Regions from separate parts of the Zea mays genome. Here all the other regions are linked to region 1. A link is a contact called in public Hi-C data. All regions are on one chromosome and are shown on one strand. Each heading gives the region's core, a stretch centred on a gene start, on an enhancer-like site or on the middle of the called end of the contact. The rest is flanking DNA. Distances are from core to core; before and after follow the strand shown.

What was found. A called contact is a pair of places that touch in the nucleus more often than the background predicts.
Region 2: a contact with region 1 is called in a Hi-C map of tassel, with 9 times the contacts expected there. The contact joins the promoter of LOC100191489 here to the promoter of LOC100279065 in region 1. A contact is called at or near these places in 6 of 25 Hi-C or Micro-C datasets (bundle sheath, ear, leaf and 2 more).
Region 3: a Hi-C map of endosperm shows a contact between it and region 1, with 4 times the contacts expected there. The contact joins the promoter of LOC100276234 here to the promoter of LOC100279065 in region 1. A contact is called at or near these places in 4 of 25 Hi-C or Micro-C datasets (bundle sheath, endosperm, leaf and 1 more).
Region 4: a contact with region 1 is called in a Hi-C map of leaf, with 6 times the contacts expected there. The contact joins the enhancer-like site here to the promoter of LOC100279065 in region 1. A contact is called at or near these places in 10 of 25 Hi-C or Micro-C datasets (bundle sheath, ear, leaf and 3 more) and 1 of 3 datasets of contacts at active chromatin or transcription factors (leaf).

Annotation. Positions count from the first base shown.
Region 1 is chr7:127,631,723-127,638,114 of Zm-B73-REFERENCE-NAM-5.0, forward strand. LOC100279065 reads left to right here and starts at 3,694. Exons shown (of 9, transcript NM_001354577.1): 1 at 3,694-4,306. The coding sequence starts at 3,800.
Region 2 is chr7:127,852,956-127,859,347 of Zm-B73-REFERENCE-NAM-5.0, forward strand. It overlaps LOC100191489, which reads right to left and starts at 2,997. Exons shown (of 6, transcript NM_001136921.1): 1 at 2,349-2,997; 2 at 183-405; 3 at 1-18. The coding sequence starts at 2,794.
Region 3 is chr7:127,421,780-127,428,171 of Zm-B73-REFERENCE-NAM-5.0, forward strand. It overlaps LOC100276234, which reads left to right and starts at 3,621. Exons shown (of 8, transcript NM_001150072.1): 1 at 3,621-3,847. The coding sequence starts at 3,656.
Region 4 is chr7:127,441,151-127,447,542 of Zm-B73-REFERENCE-NAM-5.0, forward strand. It overlaps a transcript of LOC100276234 not described here. Among protein-coding and RNA genes, the nearest start is that of LOC100276234, 19 kb to the left of the region's middle. Within about 2 kb of position 3,756, at least 2 of the 20 cell types and tissues checked have an H3K27ac peak or open chromatin away from gene starts, as enhancers often do. A contact at or near this core is called in leaf, where this site is marked.

The sequences.
Region 1 (6,392 bases), core at 2,444-4,943:
CCTCCCATCAATCCATGCATTTGGTTTAGGGATGTACTCATAATGCATGTCTGGATTAACCGCCTTCATTGCATTTAAAAGAATAGGTAGCTGCTCGTACCTAGACTCCCAGTCCCCATATATCATCTTCCACGCACACTGCTTAGCCCTCCAAGCTTTACCATATGTTACCTTATACCCATCAAACACATTCTCCACAATCCTCATGATTGACCTAACCTTCATATTTGGTTCCGACTGCAGTATTCCCATAAGCTGCTTCCCAATGAGGGTAGATGTCAATTAGCGATGTTTCATCGTTAACTCGTGTTCAGCACAGGTGTGTGGCCCCACTACTTTTGTTATCTTCCACTTTGCGGTGATCTTTTGTATCCTAGCACAGACCCTCCATGCACAGTTATCCTTGTTGCATACAACCGTGTAACGATGTTTCTCGTACGAATGAATTACTCTATACGGCCTCTTACGTAAGACTGCATAATGTTGCAACCACCTCTTCAAGGCACTCAGGTCCTTGAAGACCCTACCCTTTTCAATCATCATGCTAGGACCGACCTCAGGAGCATCTAGCAGCTCATCATCCCTTCCTTCTACATTTGCCTGATGAGAAAGACAGATCGCTGAACTCATGCACTCTTGGATCCCGGCCGTCTGGAAAAACACGTTGCAACATCTCAATGTCACTCTCTGCGAGTTCACCAACCAGACGATCATCATCTGAATCAGCAGCCATAGCAAAGGCATATGGCTCCTCTTCATTCCTAAACTCAGGATTGTTCGAGGCAATAAATCCATCACCGAAGCAGCCACGTGCCACGGTCTAAGGATCAACCACAAGAGCAGCGGTCTCTCCTGCAACATGTACAAGATCATCAGTCCCACGTCAAATGGAATGAGCAAAGTGCTCATGGTCCAAAATGAAGATGTAATGCTAATGAAACTTACTGCAATTGGTTTATGCCAAAGGGATACACGCAGCAGAATATGTCTGTAGGCCATCTCCTGGCTGACTTAATGGGATCAAATTAGGGCCAGATTGAGCATCAGGCACAGTTGGCACGTCATCCACAGCACGATCATAGTCTTCAGGGGGACGATCTACTACAACCGACCGCATCATAACCTCCATGAGTTGCAACTAGGTCTTCATAGCCGAAGTAACGTAATTATCCCAATCCAGTTGAGAATCAATTGGGATGACTCGTCTTATGACATTTGGTGGATGACCAATGTTAAGCACTCCATCAACCGCAATGTCATCATCTTCATGGTAACCTAGCTTTTGTTTAGCCTTTGTAAACACATCGCTCAAGGAGGGTCTACCAACAAATAGTACAGACATGTGTCGCATGTCAATGAACTTGGCATTTTCATAGGGATCTTCTTCCACATTGCCTCCATGATATAAGCTCATAAAATTGTCCATCTATTTGAAACACGAATTAAACATTCAATATCCACTATGGATGGTTATTGCCTAACCACAACCCACTAATAACTAGCTACATAACTATAACTATAACCACAACCCACTAAAATACTAACCACCTTATAACTAACTACTTAATAACTAAGTATAAATTTTGACAGCACCTCCCCTGCACGGGGAGGATACTAAAACCTGCACATTCAACTCACATTCATCATATTCGATCAAATTCGCATTTATCACATTCATTTTCATGACACTCACATTCAACAAACAACTAATTATAGCAACAAAACTAACATACCTAACAAAAATGTTAACACAATAACTAAAAATACTAACTAAATACTCAAAAAATTACCTAGATGGCCGGGGGCGAGGTCGGACGACAGCGGCCCGGGGCAACGGTGGCGTGGTGACGGCGGGGCGAGGTCGGATGACGGCGGGGTGGCGGGGCCACGGGGCGCGTGGGTGGCGGGCCGGCCGGCGTGGGCCTGTGGGCGGCGAGGCAGCGACGTGGTTTCAAGAGTGAGAAAAACGGGGAAGAAGGTGACCCCGCGCGGTATAAAGGGGGTCGGCGCCAAGATCTATGGCGCCGACCCCCTGACACGATTCTGCCGGTACCAGGGGTCGACGCCAAGATCCATGGCGCCGACCCCCACCACCTCACCATCCACGTCACCCAGTCAGGCACCATCAATGTTGGCGCCGTCACACGTTAGCTCGGCGATATAATGGCGCCGAGCCGGGGGGTCCATTTTTTAAAATGAAACTGCAAAGGGCATAATTGTGCAAAAAAAAACCCAAAAGGGCTAGATTGTAAAAAAGTTGGCCCTACTCACTGCCAACTCACTTTTTTAGTCTTAGGTGGTGTTTGAATGCACTAGAGATAATAGTTAGTGGCTAAAATTAGCTAAAGTCATCCAAACACTAGCTAATAGTTTAGCTATTAGTTATTTTAGTAAATTAGCTACTAGTTAGAGCATCTCCAAGCGACTCTTAATTTTTGGCTCTCTATTTGACTCTATATTTATCTTTTCATAAAGATTACACTTTATATGTAGCATCTCATCAGTCCAACAGGATCTAGTTTGACTAGTCAGAGTGGCTAGCCAAGTTTGGCCAGTGACGGAACCAATTTAAAGAGTCAAATAGCTTGACGAGTCACATTGTTAGTCGGTTGGAGATTTATTTTGCTACTAAGTAGCCAAAATTTGGCTTGACGAGTTAATTGACTAATCTTTTGAAGATGCTCTTAACTAACTATTTGTTAATTAGCTAATTATACTAGAATTTTTTAGTCAACTAACTATTATCTATAGTGCATCTAAGGGAGTGTTTGAATGCACTAGAGCTAATAGTTAATTAGCTAAAAATATACTAGTAGAATTAGCTAGCTAACAGATAGTTAGCTAACTAGTAGTTAATTTACTAAAAATAGCTAATAGCTAAACTATAAGCTAAGGTGTTTGAATATCTCTAGCTAATTTTAACCACTAACTATTACTCCCTCCGGTGCAGTAAAAGAAGTCATCCTGCGCGTGACCGAGCGTGCACAAAAAGAAGTCATAGCGCGCGTGGGTCTGGGATTTGGACGTTATTGCCCCTAGTAATTGCACAAAAAAAGATGCATTTAAGAGGAATCGAACTTGAGACCTCCAGTCTAGAATGCCTTGGAGCTGCTGCAGCAACCAATCAAGCCTGATTGTTTTAGTGACATTAATGCACTCATATCCCTATTTAATAGGGGCAAACAGGGAAAACTCTATGATAATTAATCACTCCTTGGTATGCACAATTATGTCCTAAACGACTACCTTTACTGCACTGGAGGAAGTATCTCTAGTGCATTCAAACACCCTCTAAATACCCTTCATCTTCCGTGTTCGCTCCTTCCAACCAATCGATACAGAGATCTATTCTAGAAAGCAGCTTTATCCGAGAATCTAGCGGAAGCTGTTTTTCGAACCACGCGGCCCACCTGAGCTGATCTTTTCCTCCCTTTGTCAGAGTCCGCAGTTACTACCGCAGCTGAGAGATCAAGACGAGATCTCGGACGAAATGGAAGTTTCTCAAATTTCTGCATGCGAACGAGAACGAGCGCCGACGCGTCCAAATGGCAAGGCCGTAATTGCAGTGCCACGTCTGACCGTTTCCCTGTGTGTCTGTCTCCTCACTCCCGTGTCCCGTCTCCTTTTTTCCCACTACGCGGTCTTCGCTCGCTCCTCGAGTTCAGTCCTCACCTCCCCACCGAGCTCCATTAATGGCGCCTCCCCTAATTTTGCCATAAGTGCCGAGACCACGTGGGGTCTGGGAAGGAAAGGCTACTGCCACTTCAGAGGTCGGCCTGGGAGGCTGCATCGCATCCACATGGGGTACCAGCCCATGCACGGCAACGGCGGGACAGCCGGTGCCGGGACATCAGGCTCCGGCGGCGGCGGCGGCGGAGACCACTTGCGCCACCACCAGCAGCAGCGCCTGCACAGCCCCCGCATGGCCGGCGGAGGCTCCATGACGCGCCGGGCCAGCTCGTTCAAGCGCGGCGGGGGCGGCGAGATCGAGCTCCAGATCGGCTCTCCGCGCTCGCCGAGGTGCGACGGGTTGGGGAGCCCTCCCTCGGACTCCGTGGAGTCGTCCGGTAGCGGCCTCCTCCTCCACCAGAGCCAGCAGAACCAGCACCTCCGGTTCCGGCTCTTCAAGCCGCCGGTCTCCGGCGGCAGCGCGGTCGGACTTGGTCTGGGGATCCGCGAGAGGAGGAAGCTCGGGAACATGCTGTTCCTCGCCTTCTGCGGCGTGTGCTTGCTCCTCGGCGTCGTCAAGATCTTGGCGGGCGGCTGGTTCGCCCTCCCTGGCAATGACAAAGACGCCGATTTGAAGGTAAATAATTAGGATTTTTATGTGCAATGGTAGCTGTTATTATTTGATACGCCTATGTTGTTCACCCTCCTGAGTCATGATCAACAGCTCCTGGAGAGTCACCTAAATGTCTTATCCCAACTTGTCATGATGAATAAACATGCTCTCAGCCTACTTGTTCAGTTACTTGCAAGCTCGGTGGTCTCGTTGCAGAAAGCATCACGATTTTCTGAATTTGTTTATCAGATGCCCCTTTTCATAGAATTTATTACCCTTAGCATTCCCAATTGTAGCAATGCATTTTGCGAGCCTAGTAATTTCCAGCTGTAATTTCACTCAGTGGGATTAGGACCGCAATGGTTTAACAGATATCTGATGGGACCTGCATTCTGTTGTGATCCTTTTAGTTTGGATTGTATAAAAAATCATTTTAATGAAATAGCTGGGAGATATAAGAGACCGGCCTAGCAAAAATAATCTGGTTTTGGATCTGTTAGGTTGGACCATTTGAGTTAGGGAGCATATCAAGTGCAAACCAATCTATTGGTGCAAAACTTGCAAACCAACACAAGAATGGAGACAAGAATGGAGGTGGCAAGACCTTTTTTATATGATTTTTTTTAAAAGGTTCTCCCACCTCCATTCTTTTGTTGGTTTGCACCAATAGGTTGACTTGCACCTGATATGTTACATTTATACTGTTCTATGGAACTTCATTAGATAGGTACCAATGAGAAGCTTTCGGTACAGACGGACAGGTATTGGCAGTTGGCTTACAAAGAGACACTAGCTCTAATGTTACTGTCTATTACTCTATTGGCAGTTGGTTTCTGTAGGCTGTTTGTGCACCTTCGTTTTCTTCTCCCGTATATGTCTATGGTCTCATATAGACACCTTTTGTCTTTGTCATCAATGGTCATGGTCTTTACTAGCCATAGGTGTGCATATGGTAGTTAATACTAGGGGTGCAAACAGTCAGATAGCTACAGTCTTGGTTTCGGATTCAAATACCGATGGTGTCAACTGTGTCGGATAGTTCTTGTGTCATGTGTGTGTGGGGGGGGGGGGGGGGGGGGGCATGTGGGTGCGTGTGTGTGAACATCAGAACATGGGTATGGATGGATCTGTACTCTTCTATACGGATTCAAACTTGGATACGGTCAGAAAATATCTGTATCATTTGCACCCCTAGTTAATACGATTAATCTCTGTGTTCATTGCTTGGGCTTATACATAAGAATTCCTTACTGAGTACTGCCAGATCAAAACTGCAACCTTCTTATTGCCTCTCACCATTGACTAGAGTAGTGCCCTTATCTCTCTATTTAGTCTAGCAATTAGCCAATGCTAGACTTCCATACGCTGGATTTGATCAACGACCAATTTCGGAAATTTCTCTTCCGAATCTTTCTAGAGTCGCCTCTGTTATGCCTAAATTTATACATAAAGACTGTTTGGTCTGGGCAGTGAACATTCTTGTAGCATAAGGACAAGTCCTCCAGTTGTGAGGCTACCAACCAGGGCTCAAACCCTGGTTCGCACAAAAAGGCCCCTTGCTGTGTTCCCCAAAAGCATGAGTGCTTGTGGCAACCATGCCCTCTTACCGGTAAGAACAAGCTGTCAGGTGCCTTTTCTTGAGTCTTGACCTTTGAAGCAATGCCTTTAGGGCCTGTTTGGAAGCAAGGTATTTTTATAGTTTCTAAGCAATACCATGGTTTATAGGAATATTTAAGTATTTTATGCCATGAGGTGTTTGGTTGCAATCCTAAAAATTATGTTTCAAAGCCATGGTATTTTAGATACCATGATATTTTTGGAGTATTTAAAACTCCGCTCCAACCCAAAGTTTTCATGGCATGGCTAGCTTTTGTCTAAATACTATGGTTTACATTATTGTATCCATACAATATTGCAAAACTACGGTATTCTTGGAAGTGACCAAAACTATGGTATTGTCATGACAATTGCAATGTATAGTATTGTAGAACTATGGTTTTAAAAAACATTGTTACCAAACAGGCCCTCAGGGTGTCTTTGCCCCTTGGTTGAGCTTTTATTAGCAATAGTTTATTTCCAATCGTGTTGTATTTTTGTGTATGCCCTGAGC
Region 2 (6,392 bases), core at 1,747-4,246, 220 kb after region 1:
CAAAGTTTGATCACGGACCTGCATATAGTAATCTGCGTCACAGATATGGCAATACATACTATACCAGAACCATTTACACATAGTGGGAGCTGTCACCAAGCATCAGAACTTTGGAACCAAATAGCCAATCTGTGGTGAGTTCTGACTAAATTTACTTGTATAAGGCCGTCGAAGAAGGGTACCTCAGTGTTCTGGAAAGATAACCTCCAATCATATGCAGCCATGTACATGGTCTTTTCTTCATATCCAATACGTGCTAAATTGGCAATTAAGACAGCCCAAACAAAATATCCAGGGACAAAATAGTCTGCTGCAACCAGGCCTGTGACCGGCCTGACCCTTATTCCAGGTTTGTCTAATCCAGTTTCATTGTCCAATGACATATGTTCGACCCAGCATAGAGGTCTGAAAAAATGAAGATTTTACCAGAAAGAGAAAGTAAGACTCAGTCGCCATAGAAAAAGGACACAACTGCTATGGCATAAGATGCTTTAGTTATTTTTCATTCGAGAATTGTTAGCTGCACTGCTAGGGGAAGAATGGAAATACAAGAGGTACTGATATGCATAGCAAGCACATTTGTTCACAGGTCACCACAACTAACTTGATAAAGCTGTAATGTCATGTTCTCAAAATGTGTTGTGGAACCTGTCCTCATATTTCTTAGCACAGCAAATGAACCAACTTCTGAAGTGGAAGATTCATAAACTTTATGTTCATCACGATGAGCATAGTAAATTGGATTTCAACTCACGGAGAGGGAAAAAGTGAAACTGCTATCCCTCATTTTTCTGGTATCTAGGCTAAAATAGTGCTAGTCCCAATGAGGCTTAGTGCATTTCAGAATGACAGAATCCAAATATTTGCAACCGAAAACATTGATCCAGCCAAAATGTTAGTGGAAATAAGTAACTGTTTAATACAAAGTGTAAGGCATTTCTTTTCCCTGTAGTATGCATGGATAGCTCAACAGCACAATGATAATAAGGTCAAAATTCTGACCAGTACTTGTCACAAAAATACATGACAGGCAACATGAATATTTCTAGAAAAGCAATACATGAATGATAGAACTGCTAGAGGGGACCAATTCTTTCTGAAATTTTGCTACGCATGCCTAATACCACACAAAAAAGCTCCAGCTTTTCATGGAAAATCCAGTTTTCTTCTGAAAGTTTAGAAACTACATGATTTGTTTGGATCCGAGGAGCTAAAGCAAAAGTGACTAAAGTTTAGTCACTTAGAGCTAAAGATCCAAACATGAAGAGCTAAAAGTGACTAGATTGATATTTTTTATCATTTTAGTCACTTCTAGCTCTTCCTGTTTGAATCCTTAGCTCATAAGTGACTAAACTTTAGTCACTTTTGTTTTAGTTCCTGGGATCCAAACAGACCAGGGAAAATGCAGATACTCTAACTCTTTTCCCTCTCTTAATTGAAAGGCAGAGCTCCCACCAATTCGTTAAAAAAAAGACCAGGGAAAATAATCACTCTTCTTCAGGACATAAAAACAGTTCCCATGTGAGTAAGGATGAGAGAGAAATAGTAAGTGGGAAGCAAATAGTACAAGAAAAGTCTGGGTGTTTTTAGTTTCACAAGACACCAGCTCCATGCAGGTCCAAAGTGCACATAGTTGCGCACTTTAAAGTTCCACTGGTGATACTAACAAAAATCTCAACGCCCTCTCTCTCAAAAAAAAAAAACACCGCATCAATTCAAGACAGCAGTAAGACGTTCTTGCTGCTACATTTCAGGTCTTGAGAAGGCACATAGCTAAAAGATAGATTGGGACCAAACAGGCCACCAACCTACTCACCAAGCACAAGCCAAAATCAAATATAAGAAACTTTTGGACCCTTGCATAAGAACAAAAAAAGATAAAACATAGAGGAATTATCATTGCCGAGATCCCAGTGAGAACTCTTTCCCTGAGATAGCTCCACGGCTCTCAAAAGAAGAATTTCCTTAAAACTTAAAAGACATCTCAAAGTCTCATACGAATTAAAATCTTGAATACAAATATATAAAAGACCAGGCCGATTGACTATCAATGGCATTTACGAAAAAAATAGAAAGTACATAATAGAGTAACGTTGGACTGTTCCGAGCAACATTAGCAAAACATTGAACCTGTATTTTCTAAAGACAACATCAACGACCAAAAGTAAACTTAAAGAACAAGTGATGTAATAAGCAACAAACATTCAATTGATAAGTCCAACCAACCAAAAACCAAACAAACTTTCATAAACCAGACACAACTGCAGTGGTAGTTACAATAAAAATTCACGAGGACTACTGTGATTCCGGAAACGAAAACAAAACAAAAATGAAGGAGGAGAAAGCACCTCTTGTATACGTCACCAAATGTGCCGCCCCATAGCCGCTTGCGGAAGAGCCCCTCGGCGCAGTGGTGCCCCTCCCATAACTCCAGGCCCCCGGTGACGATGCCCGGGACGAAGACGACGGGGTGCTTAACTCGCAGCCCCTCCTTCTGCAGCTTGACCCCGGGCGGGTCCGGGAGCGGCCCCGTGATGGCCTCGGTGACATACTGCGGGAACGAGGCCGGCATCGCGTTGTATAGAAAGAGCAGCAGCCACCAGGCGGAGCACACGCACCCGACCAGCCAGCAGCAGCTGTCCACGCACGACCACTTGGCCTTGGTCCGCTTCGTGGGCTCCTTGGACGGCGACCCGGAGGATGAGGACGGCTTCTTCCCCTTGTCGTTGTCGTCGTGGTCGGACTCGTCACCGTCAGAGGGCGGCAGCGGCTTTCGCCGCCGCAAGAATGACATGGCGCGCGGCGGCGGTGGGTCCGACGGCGGCTAACTGCGCGGGCACACCTGCATCCCGGGCCGCTGCTGCGGCGGCGGCGGCGTCCGGTAGAAAACCCTAGGCGTCGGAGGAAGCGAGGCGGGCAGGTCGAGGGGCCGTCGACCGGTCGACCCGTCGTGGCTTGGCTCCGGCTTCGTGGGGTTCGCGCTTGTGAGGTCGCGCGAGAGGGAGAGAAGAGGCTGGGGGACACCGCCGCGCCACAGGTCCACAACGATCGCTCCCATGCGCCCGGTGCACGTAGGCGGGTACAACGCTCGACTGAATCGTGAAGCCAGATATGTGCGGCTGATCTGTGGGGCAGTGGGATCGGCAGCGGTAGGTGCAGGAGGACTCCGTTCATGGAATGCGGTGAGACGAGGTGGGGGCTGAGAGGTGGCTGGCTCAACTGACGGCAGGGAAGGATGGGTTCAACGCTTCGTGGGGCCAGACTGGCAGAGGTAGACCATGTCGGTTACCACCATTATATGGTTCGGTTATTTCTATTGTGAGACTTGTTCGTTTAGCTCTCAATGAATTGAGTTAGATTGGATGGATTTAAATAACAAGTAAGTTAAGAATCTATTTGGTTAGGCTGTGGCTGTGAAAAAAGTTATTATGAGCTGTGGAAAAAGCTGGTGTAGGCTATGAGCTGTTAAAAAGTTAAAAACAGTTTGGTGGAAACCACTAAAAGTCGTTAAAAGTTCTTCGATATATGTTTTCACAGTTCCATCCAAAAGCCACTAAAAGCAGGTCCAAGGGTGCTTTCAGTTTTACACTGCAAGTCGGCTTTTAGAAAAAGCTGCTTCCTGGATCCAGCCCTTTAATTGGTTTTTGGTTTTTAGGGGGCAAAAGCCAAACTAAACACACCCTAAATTTCTTTATAATTTTTTTAATACTATCCAATCTATAAATAACGGGATTAACCAAATAAAGTCTCATATAGATTGGATGAGTTAGAAAAGTTTATAAAAGATTTTTAATTTGTTTGGTATTTAAATCCATTTAATTCAGAGTAAAATGAATAAGCCCTAATGTGATTTGATCAGCGGTAAGCCTACAGCTGAAACGTTTTTTTTTCTTTTATCTCTCTCACCCGCTATTGAATGGGAACATTTTTTTTCTCGACGCAGGAGAACGGCACCCCATATATTAAGAAGAATTGAACGCGAACATATCCAATACAATTTTATACTACCACTATATTTTTATATTTAATGCTAAATGGTACAAAAATAAACTATAAAACGTTAAATAAAAAATAGAGGAAGTATTTTTTGGAATTAGTACGATTAAGCATTTTACATTATTAATTATAAATCATGCGGTGACAACATTTTATAAACAATCTCTTATTTATGTTTCGACGTAAATATCACATGCTTACATTATTTTAAGACATTATAAAATAGACTAGTATAATGATCGCGAATTATGACGGCACATAGAGATGAAAACGGTCGGAAACGGTCGGTAAACACTAAAACCATTATCGTTTTCATATTTTTTATCGGAAACGAAATCGAAAACGGTAACTCCAGAAACGGAAACGATATCGGTATTTCGGAAACATCGGAAACAAAAGTCGGTACGGAAAACACATCGGTAACGGTCGAAATCTAAAATACGATCGGTAAACATATCAAACTTCACAATACAACAAAGTTGACAAAAGATCACAATGACCACAAGTTCACAATTCATGATATAACAAATTCACAATATAACAAGTTCACAAGGATCACAAATTTATAATATAAAAAGTTTACAAAAATCACAAGTTCACAATATAACAAGTTCACAGTATAACAAGTTCATAAAGATCACAAGTTCACAGACTCAAAGTTCACAATTCACAATATCCACTCGATTTAGCTGACATGGCATGCTTACTCATGAAATATTTTTTCCTCACATAAAGAGTTTTTTCACAGCCTCACAGGAAAGCCCTAAAATCTAGTGTGTGGAAAAGACAGACTGTCAACTCTCTATCATTATATATTACTAATACATAACATGCGCTTAGAAAAGGGTGGATTTGTTTGAGAGACCAAATGATTAATCTCAACTGCCTTCCAACACCATCTATCCCAAAAAATCTTTAAACGTCCAAAAAATACAAAAATAAGTAATCCTTATCCAGAGACATACAGGCGATGCGGAAAAATCACATGCTGGAAAATTCCGAAAAAAATTCTGAGACACAATTAGCACAAACTTTCCAGATTTCAAACATCACCACATCGGTAAGCAATCATCCATGAACCATGATCCATTCATCCATCCATCAGAAAAGAAATCAGTACTTCGGGGCTAATAGAAGAAATGGAGAAATGGAGTCTGCTCACCTTCTTTGGTCACCATCCGAGTTCGTTGGCACATGAGAATCCATGGTCGTCACTGTCATCCTAGGCTCCTAGTAGTCAGCGATGCTCTCATCCCTGGTGAAGTCGCTAGTGTGCCATGCTAGTGCAGTTGTCCAGTGTGCAATGCTAGCACAGTTGTCTAGGCGTGCGATGACTGGCCGGCTGGGCAGGGCGTAGTGTATGGCTGGTTATTTTAGGGGTTTGTTTTTTGCTAGTCTACTAGTTGCCTTGTCATGTTGCCTTGTTGGGATAGGACGTGGGGCCTGGTGTGCTGCCATGCTAGGCTTGGTGGTCGGCTCGGCCTCAACTCATTCATACAAATGGGACAGGTGTACACGTATGAAATACCTAGGGTAATCGGGTTCGGATTATTGCTTCCCAAATCCATACACATTTGCCCAATGGGTAGAGATTTTGTCCCATATCCATACCCATAGAGACAATTTTTGTCCCATACCCATACCCTAATAGGGGAATTCCCCACGGGTTAGCGGGTATCGGGTCCCCATTGACATCTCTAGATGAGTGGGTGGTAAGCATAAGGGTTCGCTTGCCACCTGACAATGATCAGATCGCCTGGGTGTGAACACCATCGCTCGCTTGCCATCCGTCAATATTGAAACCACCACGGCTACAATATGACCCCCCCATAACGGGCCGAGGGGTTAGGCGAGGTGGAGGAAGAAAGAGCTCACGAATCGGACAAAACCCACTCGAGTGGGACCTATGCATCCAGACTGGCCACGCCATCAGCCCTACGCACACCGCATTAAGACTAGCTCCAACAGGGTCCTGTAAATGGTTCTGTCCTCTAAAATATAGAGGTTGCAGGCACCATTTTGTCTCCAACAAGAGACTCTAAAGGATCCTATAAATTTTGGAGCACGACATGCATCCGCTAGAAATGGAGGACGTATGGTTCTCCTCTATACATTGTGCTCATTTATTGTGTTTGCTCATTCACATGCACATGACTGGTAAAAATCAATATAGAATGCGAAATATGTTACACTGCTGATATAGAGGATGAAATTTAGGGGACATGGCTATAGATGAAGAAAATATAGAGGTTATAATCTTTTAGAGAGTGTTGCAAAAGTACAGAGAATATTCCTTTAGGGGACGAAATTTATGGGACGTTGCTGGAGACAATCTAACTACGTCAGTCGGCGGATGCAGCGTAAACAATATTGGTCCTCCTTCCACTCATGATCTA
Region 3 (6,392 bases), core at 2,371-4,870, 210 kb before region 1:
CATAGTCAGGATATTCGAAGCCCAGTGCATCAAACACTCGGTTCAGCCTTCGCTTCGGACGGGTGCCGAAGGCTGCTGTCATCAGTTGATCTTCTTTTTTCGAATAATTCCCAAGAATTTCATTACACATCACCTCAACTGTGTCCAGCCACTCTTGGCAGGGCTTCTTAAAATATTTCTTGAATCTGAAGTGGTAAGGGAGTCGGACAAGATCCCCTTCCTTCTTCTCCCCCTTTAACTTTGGCATTTCCCATTTTTTCAGAGTAGGGAAGACTTTGAATGCTAAGAATTCTTGAACCAGATCCCTGGTACCAATATGCTCTGCAATGATTCTGAATTCATCCATTGCCCGTTGAGTTTGACCCTCTGGTGTCATGTTGCAGTGGGGTCGGGTTTCTCCGAAAGTTAGCTCGAGTGGACTTTGCACAAGCTTCTCCTTGTCCTCATCAACCTTAACATAGAACCATTCTGATTTCCAGCCTGCCGGCCATTTGCTTCGGTAGCTAATTACAGGAAATTTTGCGGTTTTCCGGTAGGCAAAATTGTAGCAACCGAAGTTTTCATGAAGCCCATCTTTTCGGGCCTTTGTTTGATAATGCAATTCATGAACTCGACAGAAACTGTCAGCAAAAGGCTCCACTGCTTGGCTTCGGAGGGCCCAAATATAAACGCTAAGCCTAACAATAGCGTTAGGAGTTAACTGGTGAAGGTAGATGCCAAACCTCTTCAATATCTCCGCAACAATCTCGTGAACAGGGAATCTTAACCCAGCCTTTAGAAAGCTTTTGAAGATGACAACCTCGTCCTTCTCTGGCTTCGGGGTGGTCTCTTCTCCCCCGAAGCGAAGTAGCTTCTTCTGATCTTCACTGAAAAAACCTGCTTTCACCATCTTGGCGAGATCAACCTTTGAAACAGTCGATTTTCCGAAGTCTAGGTGGCTGGGTTTGCTGGGCATGGCAATACGGTAGTCATCTTCGGAGTCGGTTTCTTCAATGTTCCCTTCTCCTTCGGCAGTTGTCGGGTTTGCTTCGGCAGCAGGTATTTCTTCCGCAGTCACCAGTCCGGAGCGTTGCATCGCTTCGGAGATGGGCACAGTCTCCGAAGCTTCAGTTTCGTCCCCCTCACGCTCAACCCTAGCTGTAGAGCGAACTCTGGCCATTTGATTATGAACTTGTGAAACTTTAATACTTTTTTCTCCGAAGCAGGCTTCAAGATGGAGCTTCGTTCAAGCCTGACAAGCAAGCTTCGGTGATGGTTAAAAATTTTGGCAGCAAAACAGTGCAAATAGCAGTAAATGCTGTGGTAACTTCACACCTACTCGTCTGTTTATATAGTGCTGCAGGTAAGAAGGCGAAGCGGCAGGGTTTTTACACCAGGTGGGCAGTAACTTGTACTCGCTGCGCAGTGGACCGCAAAGACCAAACAGTGACTCTGCAAGGTGGGACCGACACGATCTCGGGAAATGAATCGTTTCTCGGCAACGAGCTCAGGGAAGGTGTTTTTTGGACCTTCGGCTTCCCGAAGCTTGAGAGGATTTTTTCACGGTTCAAGCTCGTTACGAAAAACGATCTAGCGCCGCGAAAGGGGCTACTGTTGGGGCCATGCTTCGTTGCGCCGAAGGTCTTGCGCGAAGAAGCAGCTTCGGCTGAAATCGTCCCCAGGAAATGGCCGAAGGTTCCTTTTTATAGAGCTTCGGTGTTACAAACCGACATAAAGATAGAATGACCTTTTTATCCATAGAGGTCTAAGATAATGTTGTAAACTTTTGTAAAGGGCATAATTGTAATTCGTCACAGGCTGCGTCCTGTGTCTATAAATAGATGAACAGTACCCCCGTACTGTTCACGCGAACCTGTCATTTGCCTTCGCATCACACTTGTATTCTTCAAGACCGAAGGTACATTTGTAATTTGAAGTCATTTACATTCGTTTATAATAATAAAAATGGAGATGATTCTATGATAACATTTAAGTATTTTCATATCTCATGATTTATATGAATGCTTCGTTCCTCGTTGTCACGCTTACGAAGGTTCGTCCTTCGTAACCTTCGTCCGAGATGCTTTATATTCCAATGGGATATAATGTTATGGAGGACGAAGGACTTTTACACTTAACATTTTCTATGTTGCCTTGTTCTTAATTCTTAGCATTTGAGAACAAGTCCCCAACACCTCTCAACTTATGTTGAATACTTATGTCAGAATTTGTGTTAATACTGTTTGTGTTGGCTATATATGTCTGTGATGATCTGTGATGTATATATGTGATATCTGTGAATATCTTTTGTTTCTTTGGATGAAATAGGGAAAACAAATAAAAAAGGTATGTACTGGTCACTTTGCCGAGTGTGACACTCGGCAAAGTGGTGCTTTGCCGAGTGTCAGGACCATAGCACTCGGCAAAGAACCAAGACCTGGGCACCGGTATAGGTTCTTTGCCGAGTGTAATGGCTCTGGCACTCGGTAAAGAAGCACGCTTTGCCGAGTGCCATACTAAGCACTCGGCAAAGTACCTGACATGGGGACCCATCTGGCGGCTCCTTTGCCGAGTGCAGGTAGTAGACACTCGGCAAAGAGGTAAATTCTTTGCCGAGTGTATTAGGAAACACTCGGCAAAGGAGCCGTCTTTGTCGAGTGTCACATGGGACACTCGGCAAAGATGCCGTCTCCGTCAACCGGCGCCGTAACAGCTGCTTTTCTTTGCCGAGTGTTCTCTGGCACTCGGCAAACCACTTTGCCGAGTGCCCAAGAAAAGTACTCGACAAAGACGGCTTTGCCGATGCACTGTATGTCGAGCCCTCTTTGCCGAGTGCGACACTCGACAAAGAGTTTACCGAGTGTTTTTAAGGCTTTGCCGAGTGGTTTAGGCACTCGGCAAAGCTGACAATTCCGGTAGTGTATGATGCTTATGGTCACACTAGATGCTGAAGAAGGGATAGGAGCAGGTCAAGCCATGCTCGAGGTTGTGATGTCCATCTACCTGCTCGGCCAGAACTGGGGTCGAACCTCAGTGCAACATCGCTTCCTTGACGCCGTTGATGTGGAATGCAATGGCACATGGAAAAAGAAGTGGGGTGGATAGTCTATCGTTGCAGATTTGGTCCCGTGTTTAATATATAGAAATGTTTTCAAAATCATAGTATTCTAGATATTATAGTATTTTTTGAGTATTATAAACTTCATTCGAATCCAAAGTTTTTATGGCATGTATAGTTTTTTTGCCTAAATATTATGGTTCTATTTTGGTTCGCTGTCTAACTTGCCACATTTTGCCCAACTTTTCTGCCTAAGGTTAGGTCTTCAATTCGGACGACTAACCTTAAGCAAAGTGTGACACAGTTAGCCATACCAAACAGGATATCATGGTCTACAATATTGTATCTAAATAATGTTTCTCAACATCATAATATTCTTAGAGCTTACTAAAATTATAGTATTATCATAACTATTATAAAATATAATATTGTAAAAATTATGGTTATAAGAAACATTATTACTGTCAAACGAGCCCTAATCTTGTTACCGAGCTGGCAAGTCACAACGCCTACCTCCGAAGCCCCTTTTGCTAGCATCTAGCAACATCACTACATCAGCGCCCAGCGGCTCAGCCATAGGAGCATAGTCCTTTCTCCTTTGTGACCCGGCGCAAAAATATGGCGTCGTCACCGTCCCTGCGCCCCACGGACAGACTCCGCAGGCCTCCGGCCTCTCCCGCGTTCTGCTCCTTTTCGGCTGTCTCCCTGCGCGGCCTCGTCTCGCTCTCCAGCGCCTCTAGGGTTCTCTCCGTCTCCTTCCGGCAGCGCCTGCTGACGGCTGTGCGGAGCTCCAGAGACCCTGGAGAGGTGGTATGTTCTGCTTTTACTTATTTTTAATCAACGAGGTTTACGGATTTTGTTTTCGATTGCCTTGATTGGGGACATTGAACACAAACTCTTTCCTGAATTTCCCGATGAACTGAAGAAAATTGAGCTGTGCGTTTGTATATGTGTCTCTAGTATAAGTTGATTCACTGGATTGGATGCGGCGAGTCCATTCTAGGCTCAATCTTTTAGTATTGATGCGGCGAACAACCATAGTATAGGTTGAACCTTTTGTGGGATGCCGATTTGGACAGTACGGTCTCCCCTGTTTGTCAGTTCAGAAATTGGCAGCTGATACTTTTAGGTCCAGACAGCATAAGCACATTACTCCAGGTTGCTACTTGCTAATCATGGGAACCGTTAAATTTATTTCAAGAGATTTGTCACTATGTCCTGTATTTTATACCTGCGCTCATAGTGTGAAAAGGTAGGGATCATTAACATTGTGCTACAAAAAAATGTTGTTGCTAATGCTTGGTGTGATCTTACTAGTAATGAAAAGGTGTAAGTTGTTTTCAAGACACCAGATGATAAATAATAATTTGGACATGCATGTAGTGAAGCTATAAAAAGGTTTCACAGTGTGACGAGAGTTGAGTCACCCTAGTGCTTCCTTGATTGCCAAGGATCATTCTATGTACGGAAAGCATGTTGCGGCATGACACTAACCAAATATTTGCAGGTGCATCTGGAATGTTTGTTTCTTTTGTTCTATATACATTTATGGCATTCTTTTTTTTTCGTGAACGCGCAGGAGAGCTGCGCATAATTAAATTAAGAGAAGAAAACAGTCCAAAATGGACCAAAGTACAATACCACAAAAGGCCAAACACAAGACCACCAATTCTGCTACGCACAGAACTGCAGCTTCCTTCTGCGCATGAAAACAGCAGCACACAAAAGGACAACAGCATAAGTGCCAGCAGGCCACACACCCACACAACTGCTCTTCACTAAGCCCCCAATAGAACCCTTGATCTGAAAATTGCAGCACCAGGACCCAAAGCCTCAAGATGTGTAGCACCGGCAAGCCTCCAGCACTCAAACTCATCCAGAAAAACTGATTTTATTCCATGAATGGAAGGGCTGACGCCATCAAAAACCGCCTTATTACGATGAAGCCATAAACACCAAGCCCCCAAGATGATGATACTGTTAAAGCCTCTTCTTTTGGATTTGTGCACTTGCTTACACACCTTCTCCCACCAGTCAGCAAAAGTGGACTCATTAGAGGCAAGGGAAAGATTAGCCAGTCCCAATGAAGAGAGAATGTAGAACCAAAATTGCCGCGCAAAAATGCAAGTGCAAAGGAGGTGTTGGATATTCTCTGAATCTTGATCACATAAAGGACAAACCTCAGGATAATCCAACCCTCTTTTCTGCAGTCTATCAGCTGTCCAACATTTATTTCTTATTGCCAACAAAAGAAAAAAAAATTGCATTTGGGTGGAGCCCAAGTCTTCCATAACCTCTTCCATGGTTCGAAAGTAATCGAACCCATGAAGAAGGCCCTATAACACGACTTCGAAGAGAACTGACCAGAGGAAGAATGAATCCACACATGTCGATCAGCCTCCTGAGTGAGCACCACTCCCCTTAATGCATCCCAAAGGTTAAGATATTGTTGCAGCCCAGGCAAATTAAGAGGGGTCTCAATGTCACTGATCCACTGCCAATTTTGAAGAGCATGGGCCACCGTTCTAGAAGAAATAGCTCGTTTCCCAACATTAGCCACAACAGCAGGGGCAAAATCTTGGATACAAGACCCATCCAACCACCGATCTATCCAAAATAATGTATTATACCCATTACCAACCAGGGTAACAATAGAAGAAGTAAAGAATCTCTTGACAAGTTGTTGAATAGGCAAGTCCAAACCAGACCACGACTTGTTAGGATCAGTTTTTTCTAACCATAACCATTTAGCTTGCAGCGCCCAACTCTGCTATAGCAGGTTAGAAATCCCAAGCCCACCGAGATCCAAAGGCCTTGTAACAATGTCCCACGACACAAGGCAATTGCCACCATTTACCTCCTTTCTTCCTTTCCAAATAAATCCTCTCCGAATCTTGTGTATAGAATTAATCACCCACTTGGGGATTTTCATGGCAATGAGAAGGTAGATCGGGATGGTTGAAAGCACAAAGCGCACCATAGCTGTCCTGCCAGCAAGACTAAGCAACCGAGCCTTCCAATTAGGAAGTCGGTCTGCAACTTTCTCGACCCAAACCATGAGATCAGATTTTTTGAGCTTTTTATCTGAAACCGGCAGCCCCAAATAAGTGCAAGGAAATGAGGAAGAAGTGCATTGAAGAATATTGCAGCCCATCTGTACCGCCTGCTCATTACACCTGATTGGGATAACGAATTTTTTTTGCAAATTAGATACCAATCCCGTGGCTGAACCAAAGCAGTCCAAAATCGTTTTGACACATTGAAAATCTTCCTCAAAAGGTTGAACAAAAAGGACCACGTCATCAGCATAAATGGACAGTCTGTTTCGGATATTAGCACCCTCCAAGCTGTGCAG
Region 4 (6,392 bases), core at 2,506-5,005, 190 kb before region 1:
CCCCACGCAGTCGGGACCACAGCATCACCCTGGTGCCGGGGGCACCGCCAGTGGCAGTACGCCCATATCGCTACCCCGCCCTGCACAAGGACGAACTGGAGCGTCAGTGCACAGCTATGCTGGACCAGGGGCTCATTCGGCGCAGCAGCTCCGCATTTTCGTCTCCGGTGCTCTTGGTCAAGAAACCAGACGGCTCGTGGCGGTTCTGCGTCGACTACCGCGCGTTGAACGCCATAACCATCAAGGATGCGTTCCCCATCCCGGTCGTCGACGAGCTACTGGACGAGCTCCATGGCGCCAGCTTCTTCACCAAGCTCGACCTCCGATCCGGATACCGCCAAGTCCGCATGAGGCCGGCCGACATCGACAAAACAGCATTCCGGACGCATGACGCCTTCTTCGAATTTTTGGTCATGCCGTTCGGACTCTGCAACGCGCCAGCCACCTTCCAAGCTCTCATGAACAACGTGCTGCGCGCTTACCTCCGCCGGTTTGTGCTTGTCTTCTTTGACGACATTCTGATCTATAGCTCATCCTGGGCGGACCACCTGCGCCACCTCTGCGTCGTCCTCTCGGTGCTCCGACAGCACCGTCTCTTCGTTAAGAGTTCCAAGTGCGCTTTTGGCGTGGACACCGTCGCCTACCTCGGCCACACCATCTCGGCGTCGGGCGTGGCCATGGATCCGACCAAGGTGCAGGCCATCCGTGATTGGCCGCAACCGCGCTCGACCAGGGCGGTGCGTGGATTCCTCGGGCTCGCAGGCTACTACAAGAAATTCGTCCACAACTATGGCATCATCGCAGCCCCCCTCACCGCTCTCCTGAAAAAGGAGGGGTTCCGATGGAACGACGACGCAGCGGGGGCCTTCAGTACTCTCAAGGAGGCCGTGACATCCGCACCCGTACTGTCGCTCCCTGACTTCACCAAGCAGTTCGTCGTAGTGTGCGACGCTTCGACGTACGGCTTCGGCGCGGTGCTCGTCCAGGAGGGCCACCCCATTGCTTTCTTCAGTCGACCGGTGGCTCCACGTCACCGCTCCCTCGCAGCTTATGAGCGGGAGCTCATCGGCCTGGTACAGGCCGTTCGCCACTGGCGGCCATACCTTTGGGGGCGGCGTTTCACCATCAAGACGGACCACTATAGTCTCAAATACTTGCTCGACCAGCGCCTTGCCACGATTCCGCAGCACCATTGGGTCGGCAAGTTGCTGGGATTCGACTTCTCCGTCGAGTACCGGTCAGGCTCTACGAACACGGTGGCCGACGCCCTCTCCCGCCGCGACACTGAGGAGGGCGCCGTGTTGGCCATTTCTGCGCCGCGCTTTGACTTCATCGGCCGCCTGCGTCACGCCCAAGCTACCGATCCGGCACTGGTGGCCATCCACGACGAGGTGCGCCGAGGCACCCGCACCGCGCCCTGGTCGGTCGTCGACGACATGGTCGCCTACGAGAGGCGCCTATACATTCCCCCCGCCTCTCCACTACTGCAAGAAATTTTGGATCCCGTCCACGGCGACGGGCATGAGGGCGTCCACCGTACACTGCACCGGCTCCGCCGTGATTTCCATTTCCCCAACATGCGACGTTTGGTGCAGGAATTTGTGCGGGCGTGCTCCACTTGTCAGCGGTACAAGTCCGAGCATCTCCATCCAGCAGGGTTGCTCTTGCCTCTACCTGTGCCCTCGGCGGTCTGGGCTGACATCGCGCTGGACTTTGTGGAGGCGCTACCCCGTGTGAATGGGAAGACGGTGATCCTGTCCGTGGTTGACCGCTTCAGCAAGTACTGCCACTTCATTCCACTCGCGCACCCGTACACGGTAGAGACGGTGGCACAGGCATTCTTCACCGACATTGTGCGCCTCCACGGCGTTCCGCAGTCCATCGTCTCCGACCGCGACACGGTATTCACCTCGACGTTCTGGCAGGAGCTCATGAGGCTTATGGGTACTAAGCTTCACATGACGTCCGCTTTTCATCCCCAGTCGGACGGCCAGACGGAAGCCGCCAACCGAGTCATAGTGATGTACCTGCGCTGCTTCACTGGAGATCGCCCCCGCCAATGGCTGCGCTGGTTGCCGTGGGCTGAGTACACCTACAACACCGCGTACCAGACTTCGCTTCGGGACACACCGTTTCGAGTGGTGTATGGCCGAGAGCCACCTTCCATCCGCTCTTATGAGCCGGGGGAGACGAGGGTGGCAGCCGTCGCCCGGGACATGGAGGCTCGGGAGGCCTTCCTGGAGGAGGTCCGGTACCGCCTAGAGTAGGCCCAGGCGACCCAGAAGCTTTACTACGATCGGCACCACCGTCAAGTCTCCTACCAGCCAGGGGATTGGGTCCTCCTTCGTCTTCGGCAGCGGGCAGCTTCTTCAATGCCCAGGACCACCACGGGCAAGCTCAAGCCTCGCTTTGTGGGGCCCTACCGCGTCGTCGAGCTCATCAACGACGTCGCCGTTCGCCTGGCCTTGCCGCCAGGGGCGCGCCTCCATGATGTGTTCCACGTGGGTGTCCTCAAGAAGTTTGTCGGCGTTCCACCAGCGTCCCCGCCTGCCTTAGCAATCATCCACAACGGCGCCGTGGTCCCTGAGCCGATGCAGGTTACTCAGGCACGCTTGGCGCGAGGCGTGCGTCAAGTTCTCGTCCACTGGAGGGGCGAACCGGCCGAGTCCGCTTCCTGGGAAGACCTCGACGAATTCCGCAGCAAGTACCCAGACTTTCAGCTCGAGGACGAGCTGGGTCTCGAGGGGGGGGGGGAGAGATGTCATGTGCGGGCGCACATATAGGCGCCGCCGTGACGCACGCCGCGCTGCAGAGCGCGCTGAACGCGCACAGGAGAAGGCCACAACCAGTGGATAGATTTAGAAATAAAGATAAGGCTAGAGAATAAGATTGAGACGAGAGAATTGTGGAGAGTTAGTTGGCAGCAGATAAGTCCAAGAAAATAAGAGTTAGTTGAGAGTTTATAGGAGAAGTTGGTTAGCCATAGGGCTATTTATAAGCCACATGGCAGCAGGGAATAAAGCAAGCAAGATTATTATTTCCTAATCTCTCTCTAAAACAAGCCGACGGTTGAGGGGAAAAACCTCACCGGCGACGACGGACCGTGGCTACGAACTCCGTAGTCAGGGGCCAGCTACCCTAGGTCGGGAGGTCCTTGACAGCTGTGTTCCTCACTGTTTGTATTTCAGCAGTAGTTCGACGTTGAACCCGTGATGCTGTTTCTCTGTTCTGAACTCGGCCCTGCAGATTGAGAGGAGCTACAGAATACAGATCAATTGTTGTTCAGCTGCATTGAGTTTCACCTTCAGTTCAGTTCATAAAACAGCAGCATATCAGCTTGCTTTCTGTTTTCGTTTTGCAGCAGTTGTTGCTACATCTGTTCCCTGCAGCAGGATATTTTTTTTCAGCAACTCGTTTCAGCAGGCGACAGCAGCTGACCGTCAACAACAAAGTAGACATTCGCATTCGGATTAGGTGCAGTGCAGCATCTTGTTCCTATTTAATTCAGTACATTGGCTGATATCTAGTACTTTGGTTTCTATTGAGTATTAGTTCTTTCAGTTGTTTAAATGGTTCAGGTATTTTATGATTTTTTTTCAGTTCAACAGCTGAACAACATAACCTTGGTTCAAAGTAGTTTTCTCGGTTCAGTGAGAGCTTTCTGTCTTTTGTTTTGCTTCCGCGGTGTTATAAGCAAGTGGATCAACATGTCGCGATCACGAGTTTTCGTGTGTAACTTTGATAATTTGGAGAGAGACGTGTTGAATTGAAATTAAGATAAAAGATCACGAGTTTTCGTTTATTTACATACTAGTATGAGGCCGGCTCCAACGTTGCACTGGCTATTTGGGAGCTATAAAACCGGAGCCGGTCTCCTAACGATCCAAGACGTGTTGATACATCAAAATTGAATAAAACGGGAAATTTAACCCATCCAAATCTTTCCGGTTTTCTCGTTGTCAAACTAGTCCTGAGTTTCTCCTCTCCCCCCTTCCCAGTAATTCGTGTAAGGCTCACGGAGATGATCCAACACTGCCTCCTCCTGAGTTTCTCCTCTCCCTCCTTCCCAGTAATTCGTGTACGGCTCACGGAGATGATCCAACGCTGCCTCCTCCTGGAGTCCTGGTATCTGGAATGAGAGAAGCAAATCGCCGGGTACAGGAGAGCTCTAATCTTCCTCTATTTCGTTAATTAGTACTTTTAACTATAAAATTTAGTGGTAAGAATAGGACGGATACAGACCGTTAGTAGATATCATGTATCATACCTTATGTATTTCAATTGAATTCTGGGTCAGATATGAATAATTAGAGACGGGATATGAATACAGGGGTCAGATAATAGATATTTATTAGATGATGTATGAATTGCTTATTATTCACTAAAATTTAGTTCACGTATAGAACAGTTACACCACAAACATTGCACAGACCATAAATTAACATGACAATATACCAATAAGTCAAGATCATACAATAGTCCAACACGATAGTTCGAATGTAATGACAAGATTTAGATCACATAATCTCTACTAATCTATATGTACCTATCGTGGGCATCCACACTCCACACCCAGCTTCACCGTGCCCCGCCCAGCATCCCGTCGCGCCCGCCCATGTGTCACTACGCGCCCTTCGCTCCTCGAAAACCTCTCCCTCCGCGGCTCCGCGCCATTGCTCATTCCTAGTGCTGGGAATATGGCTGGGCTTTTTGGGCCAGCACGAGCACGACCCAAAAACAGGAGCCCAAAGCACGGCCCGACACAAAATAATATGGGCCGGGCTAGCACGGCCCGAAGGCGGGCTTAGGCCGGGCCTCAAATTCCAGCCCGTCGGGCCCCCAGCACGACCCGCACAGATGGGCCGGACTTGGGCCGGCACGGCCCAATTAAGTCCAATTTGTTTAATTTCTTTAATTTAGTAAGATATCGACTTTATATTGTTATGATATTTGGAATTTATGTGGTCAAATGATGCTAGGATTGTTTAATATCTTTAATTTAGTAAGCTATGGACTTTATGTGGTTGTAATATTTTGATATTATGCGGTCAAATATACGGGCCGGGCTTGGGCCGGCACGGCCCAACAAAGGCACGACGTGGTTTAGGGCCGGACTGGGTCACTGTTTTTGTACTTCGGGCTAGCACGGCACAGCCCAAAAAACTTTTACGCTTTAATGGCCCGAACCCATTTGGCACGAAGCACGATGGGCTTAGGCCGAGCTGGCCCGGCACGGCCCAATTCCTAGCACTACTCATTCCTACCGCGCTGTAGCCACCACATCAGTGCTTCCACAGAATCTGCCCGACGCCGAAATCCCTGCTCACCCCCAAATCCTCCCCCACCACGCCCTTCCATCGACGACGTCGACGAACTACCCACGCTTCTGTATCTCCTGAGCTCCGAAGGGCCCCTCGCCCCTTCCCCTGCGATCCTCGCCCTCGCTCCTCGCCCTTCCAGGTACGTGTGCGCCCCAAAGCTCCTTGCCCTTCCAGGTACGGCCCCGTCCCATATCTCCCCTTCATCGACGCTCGTATCTCCTCGCCCTTCCATCCACAGCTAGCGCGCCCGCCCCTTTCCATCGTCATCGCCCCCTTCCATCTGCAGATCCCCTACGACCTCGTCAGCGGTGTGCCCTACACCGCACTCCCCATCACCGTTGTACTCTCTATCCACGCTTTCCCCAACCTGGACTGCCTTGCCCCGCCCAAGCGCAGCACCTCTCGATCACGCCGTCGCCGGAGGTCTGCCCCCTGAGAATGGAGGCAGTGTCGTTGACGACGACGGAGCCCGCACATTTGTGGATCCCACAGAGTGGAGCTCTCATCTCCTCTTCCCAAGCGGTGGGTGCTCTCCGTTCTTGGGGAGCCGACGCTTGTCGGTGGGCGCCATGCCAGCAGCATCGACGACGACGATCTGGTGAACCTCGTTGGAACTTGCGTTCCCGGACAGGTTGATTCCAACAGGGGAGTGGGAAAGATGTGAACACGGTTTAACTTGAGGCAACAATTGCTCTGTTAATCCAGCCTCTCAAGAGAACTTTACGGGGGTATTTATAGGTGCCTGAGTACCCAACGTCTCAATGTAAGGACGCATGTGCCCTCAGGCACCCGGTCTATCGCCGGAATATTCCTATAAAGGAGGGTTACAGACTGTCATTACAGAAAAGCTGTTACAAATCGGGCCCGTAATACATTTATCCGAGCGGGGCCCGTTACAATGGGTCGAATCCCACGTGGGCCTCCAGACGGAGTGAGGACGTAGGATGGGGCGACATCGCCGTAGGCCTTCGTCCTGTATCGTAGAAGACGAAGGGTGGACCTCGCCGGTCTTTCTGCTCCCTGTCGGCGCAGCGAGACAGACGAAGGGTGGACCTCACCGGTCCTTCTGCT